Regions from separate parts of the Mus musculus genome. Here region 1 is linked to region 2. The links are chromatin contacts, called in public Hi-C maps. All regions are on one chromosome and are shown on one strand. The core of a region is the stretch at or near the end of the contact, and the rest is flanking DNA. Distances in the headings are between cores, read along the strand shown. Region 1 holds the start of Tcea1 (transcription elongation factor A (SII) 1). Region 2 holds the start of Sox17 (SRY (sex determining region Y)-box 17).

What was found. Hi-C and Micro-C count contacts between places; a contact is called where the count stands out from the background.
Region 1: a Hi-C map of nephron progenitors shows a contact between it and region 2, with 5 times the contacts expected there. The contact joins the promoter of Tcea1 here to the promoter of Sox17 in region 2. A contact is called at or near these places in 3 of 39 promoter capture datasets (cranial neural crest and embryonic stem cells), 3 of 484 Hi-C or Micro-C datasets (LSK cells, embryonic stem cells and nephron progenitors), 5 of 115 datasets of contacts at active chromatin or transcription factors (embryonic stem cells and stem cell-derived neural progenitor cells) and 2 of 9 other capture datasets (adipose tissue and liver).

The regions. Positions count from the first base shown.
Region 1 is chr1:4,855,412-4,862,497 of GRCm38.p6, reverse strand. Tcea1 (transcription elongation factor A (SII) 1) reads right to left here and starts at 4,804. Exons shown (of 10, transcript NM_011541.4): 1 at 4,522-4,804. The coding sequence starts at 4,584.
Region 2 is chr1:4,495,407-4,503,004 of GRCm38.p6, reverse strand. It overlaps Sox17 (SRY (sex determining region Y)-box 17), which reads left to right and starts at 5,651. Exons shown (of 5, transcript NM_011441.5): 1 at 5,651-6,714; 2 at 7,063-7,598.

The DNA of each region.
Region 1 (7,086 bases), core at 3,555-6,054, 360 kb before region 2:
AAACACATCAGTAATACAATACACAATTTAAGTCACTTTCCAAGTAAAGGTAAAAAGATTTACCTTAATTTGACTTTGTTTCTACTCAGATCTCTGGTGAGAGAGTAAATGACCAATGGGATGCAGCAACTATGTTCTTGACAACTACCATGTGGTCCAAACGGCTGAGTATCTCACTCAAGGTTTATTACAAAATAAACTATGAACTGAATGAAATTAGCAAAAACCATATGGATATACACTAATTCAGTGACAACTTACCTTTGAGAGCTACTATGTACCAGGTATTGTACTAAATACTTTAAAGTTTATGTTTTATGTGTATGAGTGTACATATTTATGTGGTGTGTGTGTGTGTTGCCTGCAATGCATATTTATGTGTGGTGTGTGTGTGTGTGTGTATTTTGCCTGAAGAGGCCAGAAGAGAGCATTGATTCTCTGGAACTGGAGTTAGAGTTGTCTATAAACCCCCAATGTGGGCACAGGCTCTCTGCAAGAGCAGCAAGTGCTTTTAACAATTGAGCCATCTCTCTAGCCTCTTCAACAAATACTCTTTTTTTTTTTTTTTTTTTGGTTTTTCGAGACAGGGTTTCTCTGTGTAGCCCTGGCTGTCCTGGAACTCACTTTGTAGACCAGGCTGGCCTCGAACTCAGAGATCCACCTGCCTCTGCCTCCCGATTAAAGGTGTGCACCACCATGCCCGGCTCAACAAATATTCTTAATGTGATATAATAAGCTCCATTCTTCGTGAGTACATATCAGTAAACAAACCAGCAATCTTTTTGGACTTCAGAGAATTTTATTTTGATGTTGGAAATTGAACCCAGAGCCTTACACATGCTAATCTAGTACGCAACTACCAAGCTGTATACTGAGGGGAATGCCTCAGGAATTAAAACAAACAAAACCTTTACTGTTTGTGACCTAGAACAACTGTGTTTTCCATTCCTCTGGCCTACCAATGACAGTTGTGCTTTCTGAACTCACTACCAAACAAGAAGCTGCATTTCATCCCTTCCCATTTATCTACCTCCTAGCATCAAGTCCATTACAGCATCTTCTATAGATGATGCAAGAGAAAGAAAGAATTGACTATAACTTCTAAAGTCACCTTTAGTTCACAGTACTGACTGCAAAATTAACTACAACATTAGTATTTGATTATATTTTAGGAGTGCTAGCAGAAGTGCTTTTACAAAAAAAGTATTCAAAATTGCAGGAAACCTAGTCTATATAAAATTATAGCCTACAAACAACCTTCTCCACATACAAAAAGAGGTACAGGGACTTACAAGTAGAAACATGTGCTATATTTATCCCAGACCCAGATTTAAAGCCATACTCTTGTTTCCTAATTTAAAAAGTTGTCCTTTTCAAGCTTCTCACATAATGAAGAGAGTAACATAGCTAGGAAGTAGATAAAAAGGTCAGGTACACAGTGAAGTATTATAACACAGAAAACACCTGACACAGGAGACAGCTGAGGGGAAAGGGGGAGATAAAGGCACCATATAGATGTTCCTCCAAAACAGACACATTTCCAGTAAATACAGAAAAGATGCCCATAACATTTCATTACAAGATGTAATTTAATGGACAAATATCAACAAATATTAAAACAATATGGAGAGTTAGAAACAATCAAACATCCTGATGGCAATGTGAAATGGTATGAGCCATTTCGTGGGAAGAAAAAAAAAAAAGAATTGGATTATTTTTGAACAGTTTCTCAAATGGTTAAGTTTAGGGTGTAGGTACAGTGTTTGCTGAAGAGTCCAGCCCCAGGATTAAAACTAAAAGTTACACATAGACACTACACAGCTCAGTACTTCTACTCCTAGGTATATACCTAACAGAAATGAAAACATGTTAACACAGATATAAGATTATTACCATTAGTTTTATAGCCCAAAGTGGGAGCAGCACAGACGTACAACAAGTGAGGGTGAAACAAAATGTGATATATGCATCGGTATAATGAAGTACTATTCTGCAATAGAAAAGAATGAAATCTAACAAGGTACAGATTGAACTTTAAAATGGATATAGTAAGCTGAGCATGGTGGCTGTGCCTAGAGTTCCAGCCATCTACTCAAGATATGTAAAGAAATATATAAGATTCAAGAGCTCTTAACTAGTCAGGATGGGACTACTAACCCAGCAAAATTATCTGAATAATGAATGAGGTTAAGATTGGTAACTACAGCTGGGCAGTGGTGGCACATGCCTACTTGGGAGGCAGAGGCAGGTGGATTTCTGAGTTCGAGGCCAGCCTGGTCTACAGAGTGAGTTCCAGGACAGCCAGGGCTACACAGAGAAACCCTGTCTCAAAAAAACAAAAAGAAAAAAACATAGCTTGGAGTACTAGTTCAAAAATGGTAGCTGGTTTTAATTGATACCTACTCTACAATTTTATTAAAATGCAATTATATATTAAAAAAAAAATAGTGACAACTACCATGCTTCAAGCAGTTTCCATTTTTATGGTCTGAAGTAACTTAAAAATAGCTGCTGTCACAGTTCATCACATTTATAAAGATACGTAAGGAGAATCACAAGAGTTCCAGGTCAGACTGGGCTACATAGCAAGATGCCATATTTAAAACAAAAACAAAAAAAAGAAAAAATAGGGATTGGGGGTGGGCATGGCAGTGGCCTGAAGACTTTAATCTCAGCACTCAGGAGCCAGATCTCTGGGAGTTTAAGGCCAGCCTGGTCTACAGAGTAAGGTCCTAGTTAAGCAGGACATTATGACATGCAGTCTCAAAAAGAGAGAGAGAGAGAGTGTTTGGGGGAGGAGGGGAGTCCAAGAAATGGTTCAATAGGTAAAGGCTTAACAAGTGAGTTCAGTGCTAGGCCAATAATGCCAGCACTCAGGAAGCAGAGGAAGAAGGATTTGAGTTTGAGGCTAGCCTAATATACAGAGCAAGTTCCAGGAGAGCAAGGGCAACACAAAGAAATCCTCAAGTTGTCCTCTGACCTAGTTGTGTACACACACACACCCACACACAGGTTTTTAAATTTTAGATTTTTTTGTTTGTTTGGTTGGGCGGTTTTTTTTTTTTTTTTTTTTTTTTTTTTTTTGAGACTCTGTATAGTCCTGGCTGTCCTGGAACTCACTCTGTAGACCAGGCTGGCCTCGAACTCAGAAATCCGCCTACCTCTGCCTCCCAAATGCTGGGATTAAAGGCGTGCAGCACCAATGCCTGGCCCAAGAATTTATTGAGTATCATTTTGATCTTTCTTTGCATTTCATCAGCCTGTTTGAATTTCAGGACTGGAAAATGAAAGAAAAAGCAATTAAAAAAAAAAACAGCTTTGTCTTCTTTTTCAAGACAAATTTTCATCTTAGTTATGGTTTTGCACTACCAGAAATCAGATTTGAGAATGACTTGAAGTCTGTCTTGATGTATTTGGGAAAATAAGTTACGAAGTTAATGACTTTTTTCTTCTTGCGAGTTTCCTCTGTGGCAATCTGGGAACCTTCAGCCAGAGAGAGGTTTCCCAATTTAAAAAAAAAAAAAATGTTTAACCTATCATATAACCAGAACTCATCACCTGCATCAAGTAATGAAATAGCTCAATCAGTAAGAAAGAAAAACAACACAGGCTAATATCTGGAACAGAAAACAAACAGGAAATATTTGAAAGGACCAAAATCGTACATACGGATTAACGGGGCATGAAATTAAATGCGGGTCAACACACCTGTTTAAGAAAGAGGAACCGGGGGCGTCTGAAAGTCTTACATTATTTGGTATTAACACTAAATCCTAAGCTGGCAGCGAGTGGAAAGTCAGCGAGCTCCTAGCTCAAGCAAAACTACACAGTATTTAAGCGACAGCACTTTAGCTCTGACTCAGTTTCTTGACTCATAAAAAGAATTCTGCAGAGGCGCGTAACTCTAAAGCACTCACTGCACAAACGTTTAGCATCTCTGCACGGCTTTTACTTCACAAATGGCAAAAGTCTCTGGTGTTTTGATAATGCAAACCTGCTGCGTCTGGAAGAAGAGATTCAAGTGAAGCTGGCTGGAGAGGTCAAGTGTGGAAGCAAAGGGATGGAAAGTGGTACACACCGAGGGACACATCCACACAGACCAATCAAGGAACAGAGGATGTCATCCGTCCCGCTGCAGCCTCAGCACCATACCCGCGGAGCAGCAGCAGCCGGCTGCCCGGCACATCGCACGCAGGCCGACTTGCCAAGGGGCGGCGTATTTTCTGTTTGTGATTACCAAGTGGGTGTAAGGCAGAGCTGGGATAAACACACTTTACGGCCCGTCTGCAACTGACCGCGGCACCCAGCGAAGCCGCTCTGGGGTAACCGGCGGCGGCCACCGTACATTCTCTCAGCCCAGCGTCGAGGGCTTCAGTCCTGGGCTCACTGCGGCCGTGGGCAGCACGGACCTGAAAGCCCGGAGGGCGCGCGGCGCGGCCCGGCCCGGCCCGGCCCTGACTGACTCCGCGTGGGCCGGTGTCGCGGACTCGGCCGCGGCCTGCCCCGGGCCCGCCCGCTTACCGCATTCTTTTTCTGCACCATTTTGTCCATCTTCTTGGCAATGCGAACCACCTCGTCCTCCATGGCTCCGGAAGGCCTCCCCTCGCCCGGCCACAGCGGACGGGAAGCGAGAGAAGCTGCGCGGACGTTGGACAAGCCGCGAAGCCGCTGGCCTAGGCCTTCCTCACAGACCCGGCCCGCGGCGGCAGGGATAAGCGCTCCGCCCCCTAGGCCGTGCCAGTCAAGCACCGCGCGCGCCACACAGGCACTACGAATCGATCGCAGGAGACTGGAAAGTAGAAGTGGCTCGCTCAGGCGTGCGCTGTTCTTTTAATCTATTCCCGCCCCCAGCAGTCTGGAACTTCCGGCCCTATCCGGACTCGCGTTGCTGGCGAGCTGGAGTTGGACGGAGTCCGGCTTTCACGCCAGAGGGATCAGGCAGTAGGCGGTAGGTTGCTACGAGTTCCATCGAAACCCCTCCGGCAGAGCGTTCTCTGGGACGCAGGACAGGCATTGCCGAGGGCTTAAAGCGCATGAGCACTGAGGCTCACTCTTGGACTCAGATATTCAAACCATCTAGCCTGCTGATGAAAACCGACTAAAAAGACGACGGCCTTGAGAATTGTGACTTAAAAAAAGCCACGGTAAAAAAATGACATGTATAGTGTCTGGGATTGTTTTTACTTTGTTCCATGTGTTGAAAGTTAATAAATCAGGAGCCAATGAACATTACAGACTTTTAAGACTCAAAATATCTTCTTTCCAATGAAAAAAGTTAACTAAAACACATGTCGTGTCAAATTAAACATTTGTCACCAAGCATGATAGAAGGCCGTGGCATATAACTAATGTGCATTTTCACACTTTAAACTTAAGATCAAATAAAGTATAGCTCCCCAGGGTAACAGTGAATTCCACTTTGACTAATCAGTTTCTATTGAAAGTAAATGGTTCAGTACCATTTTTCACCCATAACTCATGCTTTTCATTTATTTTCTTTGTCCTTTTCCTTCAATTTCCTTGTGAGGTAATAAAGAGGAGACAATCACCAGGCAGTGGTGCCCCACGCCTTTGATCTCAGCACTTGGGAGGCAGAGGCAGGCGGATTTCTGAGTTCGAGGCCAGTCTGGTCTACAAAGTGAGTTCCAGGACAGCCAGAGCTACACAGAGAAACCCTGTCTCGAAAAACCGGAAAAAAAAAAAAAAAAAAAAAAAAAAGAGGGGACAACATTTTCTCATTTGCAGATGAGAAAGTGGGTCTGTGTCCAGTTAAACCATTTACTACCAATTCACACTATGCATAACAGCATTTCAAAGTTAATTACCATTAACCAAAATTTACCACTTAAGATTCTCTCTATACTAAGATAAAGCCCTTTATGGTTCAAGATATCTATCTGGTCTCCACTGCCTTGAGACAGGGTCTCTCCCTGAATTAGAAGTTTGAAGTCAGCTAGGCTGACTGGCCAGCAAATTCCCCAATCGGCCTCTCTTAGACTCCCAAGCATTGTGGTTGCAGGAATGCACATCTATGCCCAGCTTTTTTCTGCAGGTGCTGGGAATTCCATCTCAGAACCCCAGGCACTCATGCTTGGAAAACAAGTACTCCTGTCCACTTAGCCATCTCCCCAGCCTCAAGTTAAGTTTTAAGTGTTGTAAGAGAAACAAAGTTTACCATTTTAGCTTTTTGTTTTTAGACAGGGTCTTTTGTAGCCTATGCTTGCCTTAGTTATCTATGAAGCCCAAGTTATCCATAAAATCCTGCTAGGATTGCAGGCGAGCACCACCATATCCAGTTTAACTGATTTCAAGTACGAGGTGTTTACAGAACCACACGTGCTGTACATTATGACCCCTGACAGTTTCCAAGCTTTCCATCATTTATCATCAGGAACATAGAGCGGAAGAGCTGTTATTACTCTGAGCTCAGTTGTGCCTGCTTGGGAAGTTCATCATAGAGCTTGTTGACTGTTGAAGTTCATAGAGGTAGGCCTGGAGGATCACTAGACCTCACCCACATATCCAGCCATCCCTTCCAACTAGTTGTTTGCAGTTCTGCCCTAATTGGGGATGGCCTCAGGTTTCAGAGGAAGGGCTAGTCTGTAGGCTGGAAACGATTAGGAACAGGGCTGCATTATCCACAGAGGAGCCCATATCTAGGTGACGGGGATGGGGAAGGTGCAGACTTCCCCTTGTGGTTGCTTTAGGATCATCTATGCACTGTGCCTTATAAACTCATAGGTTCTCCAGAGTGAATTGTTTTGTCCTTGGAACTTTAGGAATGGGTAGACAATACCTAGGTCCACCCCCAGGGTGAAAACACCCAAGCTTATTGTGTAATTAAGATTGACTTTATTTTCCTGCCTCCACCCAAGTACTAGGTTGATCTCCATGGCTCAATAGTCTAGCTAGCATCTTTGTTTGTAAACAATAGCCTTGCAGGTGGTGATGTTGCTGCCTAAGGCAAAGTTAAGGTGATTTGAGTTAACCCTGGCTAGGCTCTTGAGCTAGTTGTTTTCTTTCTCCTCCCCCAGGGGGCTACACACTGAGAAACACTATCTCAACAAAACAAAACTAAGCATAACA
Region 2 (7,598 bases), core at 4,402-6,901:
TATCAATAACACACAACAAGTAAAAGAAAGGAATACTTTGATAGACATAGGATAACAAGAATAGAACCAATCTTTTGAGACATTTGTCATTTGTCAAGTACAGAGCCAGGCCAGTGAATGGAAGTCGGATGAGGAACAGGATATTAGTATACAGGCAAAGTTTCCCCTACAGGGATAAAACCAGCAAGTATTAAGGGGGAAATGATGACTTCAAGGTAGAGACAATGAGTGGACACTAATGGAACTAGGAGATAGTGGTAAACATCACCAGTGCTTTGCACACCCAGAGAGGAGGGTACTACAATTTCTGTGGGGTTCCTGCAAAGAATGTGTGGGCCAACATTGGTCTGACTAGGGTGAGGACATCCTCACAAAGAATGAGTCTGAAAGTTAGCTCAGAAAAAGACTGATGAGTCTTGATAGCAAAATACTCTATGTAATTCTGGAATTTAGACCCAGAAAAGACAGAATATTGGATCAGTTTGCAAAATACAGTAGACATGAGATTTAGATGGGCTTTTGTCAGACAAGATCTAGAGAAACCTCACTTGAGAAAAGTTCTCCACCAGATTGCCTGTAGGAAAGTCTGGAGGGCATTTCTTGATTGTTTACTGATGTGGGAGGACCTAGATCGCTGTGGACAGGTGACCCTGAGTTGTATAAAAAAGCAAACTCATGAGGTGCAAGTCAGGAAACAGCATTTCTCCTTGGTCTCTTCTTCAGTTCCTGCCTCTACTTTCCTGTTTGACTTCCTGCCCTGATTTCCTTCAGCAAAGGACTGTGAGTGGCAAGATGAAATAAACCTTTTCCTTCAGAAATTGCTTTTGGTTATGGTGTTTATCATAGCAATAGAAAACAAAGAAACAGGTAGGATGATGATGTTCATTTAGTGACTGGTTACATGGCCACACACTAACTTTAGGGGAATCCACACTAGAAATGTATAGAGAAGATAGAACACTAAGCTACAAATTAACTTCAAATGGCTGGGAAGACTGGTGGCATGTATAAAAACAACTTAACATACAGGCTATAGCAAAGTAACCATATTATGAGTTGATGTAGCACCTGTACTCCATAGTTTTATGTTAATATCTGATATAGCAGGTTTTGTATAATAATTGCTATAAGTATACTACTCTGTTCATTTTCATATATTTAGAAAGAAAAAGCAAGAAAGAACCAATGTAGGGATGGTTTATTTACATAAGGAGAGGTGGGTTAAACAAGAAAATATTAGCCGTCTGGAGGTTCTCTGTGAAGGAACTACAGTGTGTTAATCTGTTTTGCAATTGCTCTGCATACTAAACATTATTTCCAAATGCACTGATTTAAAATACTACTACTACTACTAATACATTTAAAAATAATACATATAAAACAAGACAAAACTTGTCTGTGTTTACAAAGCTGTATTAATTAAAACCCCTTTCATAATTGAAGAGATTTCTGTGTGTTAGGGAGAACTGGAGGGCAGGATGTGGGGTTTAGAGTCTTTATTAGCATTAGTATCCCACAAACATTAGGGCAGTATTAAGGAGAAAGTAAAGTGATATAGAAAAATGTCAAAAAGCAAGAGTTGGTAATTCTGCTTCTAAAGTCCAGTCCTTAGCTAACCACTGAAGTAACCTTTTTTTAACGAAATGATATTGTACTCAAGTATTCTCATTTAGTCCTGGCTCACTCAAAAACAGTCTGCTTTCCCTTGGGTCAAAGGTGAGACCTTCTGTGACACAATCAATTTAAAACATTTTAAAAATATATTTAATTTTTTTTTAATTTTAGCACCTTGGTTTTTACTTCATGTCAGCATCGTATTTTCTGTACTGTCTTCTTTAACTCCCTCTGTCTCTGGTGTGCACAGCAAAGAGCACGTCTGTGAACTACTTGTGTCTGTTAGCACTCTACTTTCCAAAAGTTTTTATGGTCATTTTGTCACTTCTTTTTCTAGGAACACTCTGGAGAGACCAGGTGTTTTCATCTCCCCAGGCCCTCTCCCCCCAGTTTTTCTTTTAAGACAACCTAGTATAAGACAATTTGAGTCACTTGCTAGATCTGGTATTAAGTTATTTGAACAACCAACCAAAGTAGAATCTGGAATTCTTTTATACTTTACAGCACGGAAGACCTATACTGGGCTAGAAGATTTACACGTTTGTGGTTCAGTCATCCTTCGATGTGAATGGCTGTGCTTGTCTGCCAGGTTCAGTCACTGAAATTAAACTTCGCTTTTAAAGCTCCAGGAAAAGAATCTAGGCTCCCACTAGAGTCAATCAGTTAAGGACTGCCTTACAAGGTGTGTCTTTGTGTTTCAATTTTTAAATGGAATGCCAAATGTTTCATGATTCTCTGTATCTTTCCTTGTGAGGCTTAAAGTTTTATTTATTTATTCATAGTAGATTTATGTATTTTATGTGCATGGGTATTTTGCCTGTATGTATGTATGTGCACCTTGTAGTGCACACCTTCAAAGAGGTGAGAAGAGGATTCAGACTCCCAGGAGCAGGAGTTCTAGATGATTGTGAGCTGCCATTTGGGTGCTGGGAATTAAACCTAGGTCGGCTGGAGAAGCAGCTAGTAGTATTCTTATCCACTGAGCCAGCTCTCCAGCTTCTAGGTTTAGAGCTAGAAGGTTAACATGCCTCCTCGCAACTTTTTTCTTACTACCAGAGTAAAAAATGTTCATGTTCAAATATAACCAGAAAACACACAATGGTTTGCAGAGGCCTCCCTAAAAGCTTTGCAATACACATTGATAAAAGCAGAGCAATCATAGATATTTCTATCAGAGGCATTAAATGCTATAAAACAGACTTCTGCTGCTTCTACATTCATTTACCCCATACAATGGTAGCTTCTGTTTCCCTCAGCACATTTTTATTGATATAAACATATATGTACGTACTATTATGTCTAACCCTATTTTAAGCAATTTATGAACAATGAATCTTCATTAAGACCCCAGAAGTCATTGGAATTATTATTATTATGTCCCAGCTTACAGATGGGTCTTTAAAAGATTCCATAACATTCCAAGGATGTACCACTAATGTATTGCTGAGGTAAAGTCCAGTCCTAAGCAGCCCCTTCCCCATGTCTGTGCTCACTGATGACGATATAGAAAGCCATATCCTTAATAGGAACTGCATAATTGTTTGTTGGTTAAATGAGCAGTCTTGTCTCTTGGGATGATTAGAAGCATCAAACAAATCACTCACTTGCTCCAGATAATAACTTTCTGTTTTATAACAAGATAATTGGAAACTTTCTTTCCTCTGGACCAATTAGAGAGGAGGGAATTTACCTAATTGTTACCTATTTATATGTCTTTAAAACCGGCTTGATAATGTATATTGAAGTTACCAGTCATTTAAGTATGTGATAGATGAGATTACAATAGTTCATCAAAGCTAACCATGTCTTTTATAGTCTGAGAGAACATGGCACACAATGAGAAAACTTCATTTTATTTATATTAGAATGTTAGCTCCATCTTTGAACTCTTCTCATGTAGCTCAGATGAATTAGAATTTGCCTGTATGAAACAGATATCAAAATAAATGAGATGTCATGTAAGGCTTAGGCTTCCTTCTTAAAAACCTAGATATTCTATTTTTTTTTTTTCTGAGACAGGGTTTTTCTGTGTAGCCCTGGCTGTTCTGAATTTCACTCTGTAGACCAGTCTAGTTCCAAACTCAGATGTGTCTGCTTCTGTGTCCCAAGTGCTGCGAGTGAGAGGATGTGACAGCACTGACCAGCAGAAACCCAGATAGTCTAAATGATACTTTCTCTTTTTCATTGCTGTACTTCTGGTATCAAAAGTATCATGACCCAGTTAATAAGAACATTTCATTCTTTTCCAAGGATCCTTAATCCATCACTACTGACTCCTTTATTTAATCCTTGTAAATTCCAATTTGTCTCTCATTATTTGTAAACATGGCACAGAAATAAATTCATAATAAGGCCTGTTATTGTTTCCTGCTAGAAAAATGATATGGTCTAAGAACCTTTGTTATGTGGCGTTAAGTCACTGAGTCGCTGCTCTTTTTTCACCAAAAGAGGACTGCGGGCATAGCGACTTCAGTAACTTCCAGGGCAGTTGTGAGGGTCAGATGAGGTAGGGAAACTGCATTGTAAACATTACCATGCTTATGAAGAAATTAATTTCAAAGATAACTTTCCAAATGCCCTAAAGACAGACATTTACTTTTGCATCATATAGCTACTTGTAAAATTATGTATGTGCATCTTCAGCCTGGCTTTCTTCGATAAAAGCATTAAGATAGCCGTGGGATTTAAACACCCAGTAATGTTGTGATTTCAGATGCAATTTGAATTATTGAAGGAGACGTGGAGAGAATATTACTCTCCAGAAGTCCTGTGACCCAGACATATGAGCCTTTAAGGTCTATGGAGATGGTCCTTACTGTTTCCACTTAGGAGTAAGAAGACCCAAGGATTAATCTGGACATTCTATTATTCGTAAGTATGTAGTCAAGGCTGGAAAGCCCTGTGATCCAGGATTGAAAGGTGTAGTGAACGGAAGACCCTGTGTTGCTATGAACTTGTTGGCATGTTCACCAAATGGGTAGAGTACAACATTCAAGTAACCCAGCTGAAACCCCGGAAGGCTTCCTAACTCTTCCCTCTTGTTTTTAAGCTTTGGAAGCTAAATTAGGTTCAGGTTAGAAATCTGTTATGCTTGAAGCGCATACAGGAGGTAATGAGTGCTGTCAGGAGTGGCAAGTCCTATTTAACTTTGATCATTTCCATGATCACAGAGCACATACCTTGCCCTAACCAACAATCTGGCGCCATGCAGTTAATCCTGATAGGGGATCTTGGGAGCAGAGTTTTCTGGATGGAAAGGCACCTATTGCCTCTGCTACAAAACCAAAGCAAACTCAACGAAACAACTCAATGTGCTTGACCCACTGTGTAGTCATCATCACTTTCACAGTCCAGGAACGGAGTATTACAGGATCATAGACTGAGCTGGATATTAATAAATCAGAGAAGAAGACTAAGGATGCCACACTGGGCATCCTGGGAAGCAGTCCTACCCAGTTTGCTCTCTGGAGAGAGTGCAAGTGCTCTGCTCACAGTGACAGGCCAGACTGCAAGGCGAGGATTGCCTTTCTCCAAGGAAGCCCGTCTTCCCTAGGGTGTGGTACTACTAGGCTACAGCAGCCATCACCTTTATAAAAACCCAAGCCATATTTGAATTGTCTTTAAATTTCAAGGAAGAGGACAAAGAAATGTGAGCAAGGCTTCATTCCTAGCTCTCAGACTACCGTCCCAAGAGAACCTGAGGTTCCATGGAGCAGGAATAAAGAGGAGTCCTTACTTCGTCTGGGGAACACAGATGGGGTATGGGTTCTAAGAAACATTCCCGACCGGTTACTGAGCTGGGAAGTGGAGCGGGAGCAGTTTACTTCCTGCTTCGCCGCGGAAAAACTCAGCTAGGGCCGAGCGGGAAGGAGGACGTGGTCTCCGAGTCGCCAGCTGCTAGGGTGGGGTTTCGGGGCACGATTAGACAGAGATTCGGACAGTTACGTGAGACCCCGCCCACCCAGGATGCACGCTCCCAACGGTGTGCGGAATGAGCCCCCGAAGTTAATCTTGGGGTCAGACGTTCTCAGCTCTCACGGGAGAGGCTAGCAAAGCGAAGATTGCAGGGTCTGGCCTGAATGTTCTGGGCCACCGTGGGGGCCGGTGATCACTGTCTTTCTTGCCACTCTTTCCTCTCAAGTTCCCGAATTTCCATCTCCACCTCCGACCCACTGGGGACTGACCAGGGACTGGAAAGAGCGCGAAAGGTATAAAGGGGAGAAGAGACTGCGCCTTTTGGTGCCCGGGTGAAAGGTGCCAATCGACCGCATCGCTCTGCGTGGCCCTACCTGGGAGGTGCGGAGCCCGGGGCACGACGCTCGGTGTTCTCAGAGGCAGACTCTGAGGCACGTATTTTAGACCGTCCAGTGGTACTATTGTCTCTGTTATCTTAGAGTCCGCCGGGGGCTGTCTCCGTGATGACAGCCCACGCTCCCTTTTCCGCCCTCATGAACTTGCTCTCCACAGACCACGGATCTGCTTGAGTGCCCACGGATCCTGTGCAATTGGACTTGAATGTCCTTTAACAGGCCTTGGCCATCAGAACACCAAAACCATAAAACCTTCGAGAAATCAACCACTCACTCTGAGGCTCGCTGTAGAAGAGTGGCTTAGACTCTCCCACTTCGGAGTCCCAGTTGATCACCAACCCGCTTGCTACAGGCCCCAAATGGTTACGGGCACAGCTTCTAGTTACATTAGACGCTTCCTTGCCCCAGCCTTTCGAGCCTCAGGTCTGCTTTGGGGATGTGGCTTAGGCAGTAGCCACCTAGAAATCCTGCACTGTTTGAGTGTGATACCGCTGCGGACTACAGCAGACAGGCGTGCCAGGCTTCTAGTCCAGATACCCACCCCCACCCCAGTAAATCTCTAGTGTTGAGGGAAGCAAGGCTTGCAGGAAGCCGCTCCGGATGTTTGCTTCTTTACTTGTGGCATTTGTGGCTGGCTTTGATAACGTCGTGAGCTCGGCTTCCAACACCCATTTAGTGAAGAAACTGAAATATGGCCCACTCACACTGCTGGCGGGTCTGAAGTGCGGTTGGCCCCAACACTCCTCCCAAAGTATCTATCAAGAGAATGGTCAGCAGAAGTTAGATCTAGGTAAGAGGACGGGAAGGGGGACTAGTCTTGGGAAAGCGCCACATTTCCTGGTAGATTTGTTAAGTAAAGTGCTATCTAGGGACTCCAGGGGAGGCTGTTTTAAGGAACGGGGAAGAGCCCAAAAGTGGTCGCTTGGACTCCTACTGTGTTTGTGCTTTCCCTCAGAAAGATCAGTTGTTAATCTTCAGGGATGCTTGTAAATAACGCTGCCTCCCCATCCCCGGGCTTTCTTTCTAACCACTTTCTCAGTTCCTTTTATGGAGCTCGAACAGAACTAGGTACCCAGGTAAAATGGTGTAAATACATTTTCTAGACCTACACCTGAATTATATTTCTGTTGTCTCTTAGTTTTTAGAGAAATCAACCAAGACAGGGAAGACAGAGAAAATGCATTCTGGACCCGCTACTGTTTTCAATCGTCATTTCAAACAAAACCCGTAGTTTATTTAAAAAAAAAAAAAACACGGAAAGAGAAAATTAGGCCCTGAGATCTTTGAAAAGATGCCCATTACTAGATACAAAAGAGAAGAGTCACTGTGGAGGTGAGGGACTGCGTCCCTGCTTCTGAGAGGCAGGAGAGCTACATGGGGAGACTGTCTCAAAACTAACAACAGAAGAGATAGAATTTTTTTTTTCTTAAAGAGCACCTGGCTAGAGAATCGATTTGTAAAATTGCTATTTCTACCCTTAGAGTTTCCTTGATTAAACATCTGAAATGCATTTTTTTTGTTTTACTTTCAAGCTAATGTTTTTCAGAAAAAAATAAAAAGCTTTGAGGAAAAGCACATTATCAGTTAGATTTAAGACCAATTGCTTTTAAATTACCAATTTAAAATATCATTTTTTTTATTTCTTAAAGCAGATTTAATTTTACCCCCTTTGTA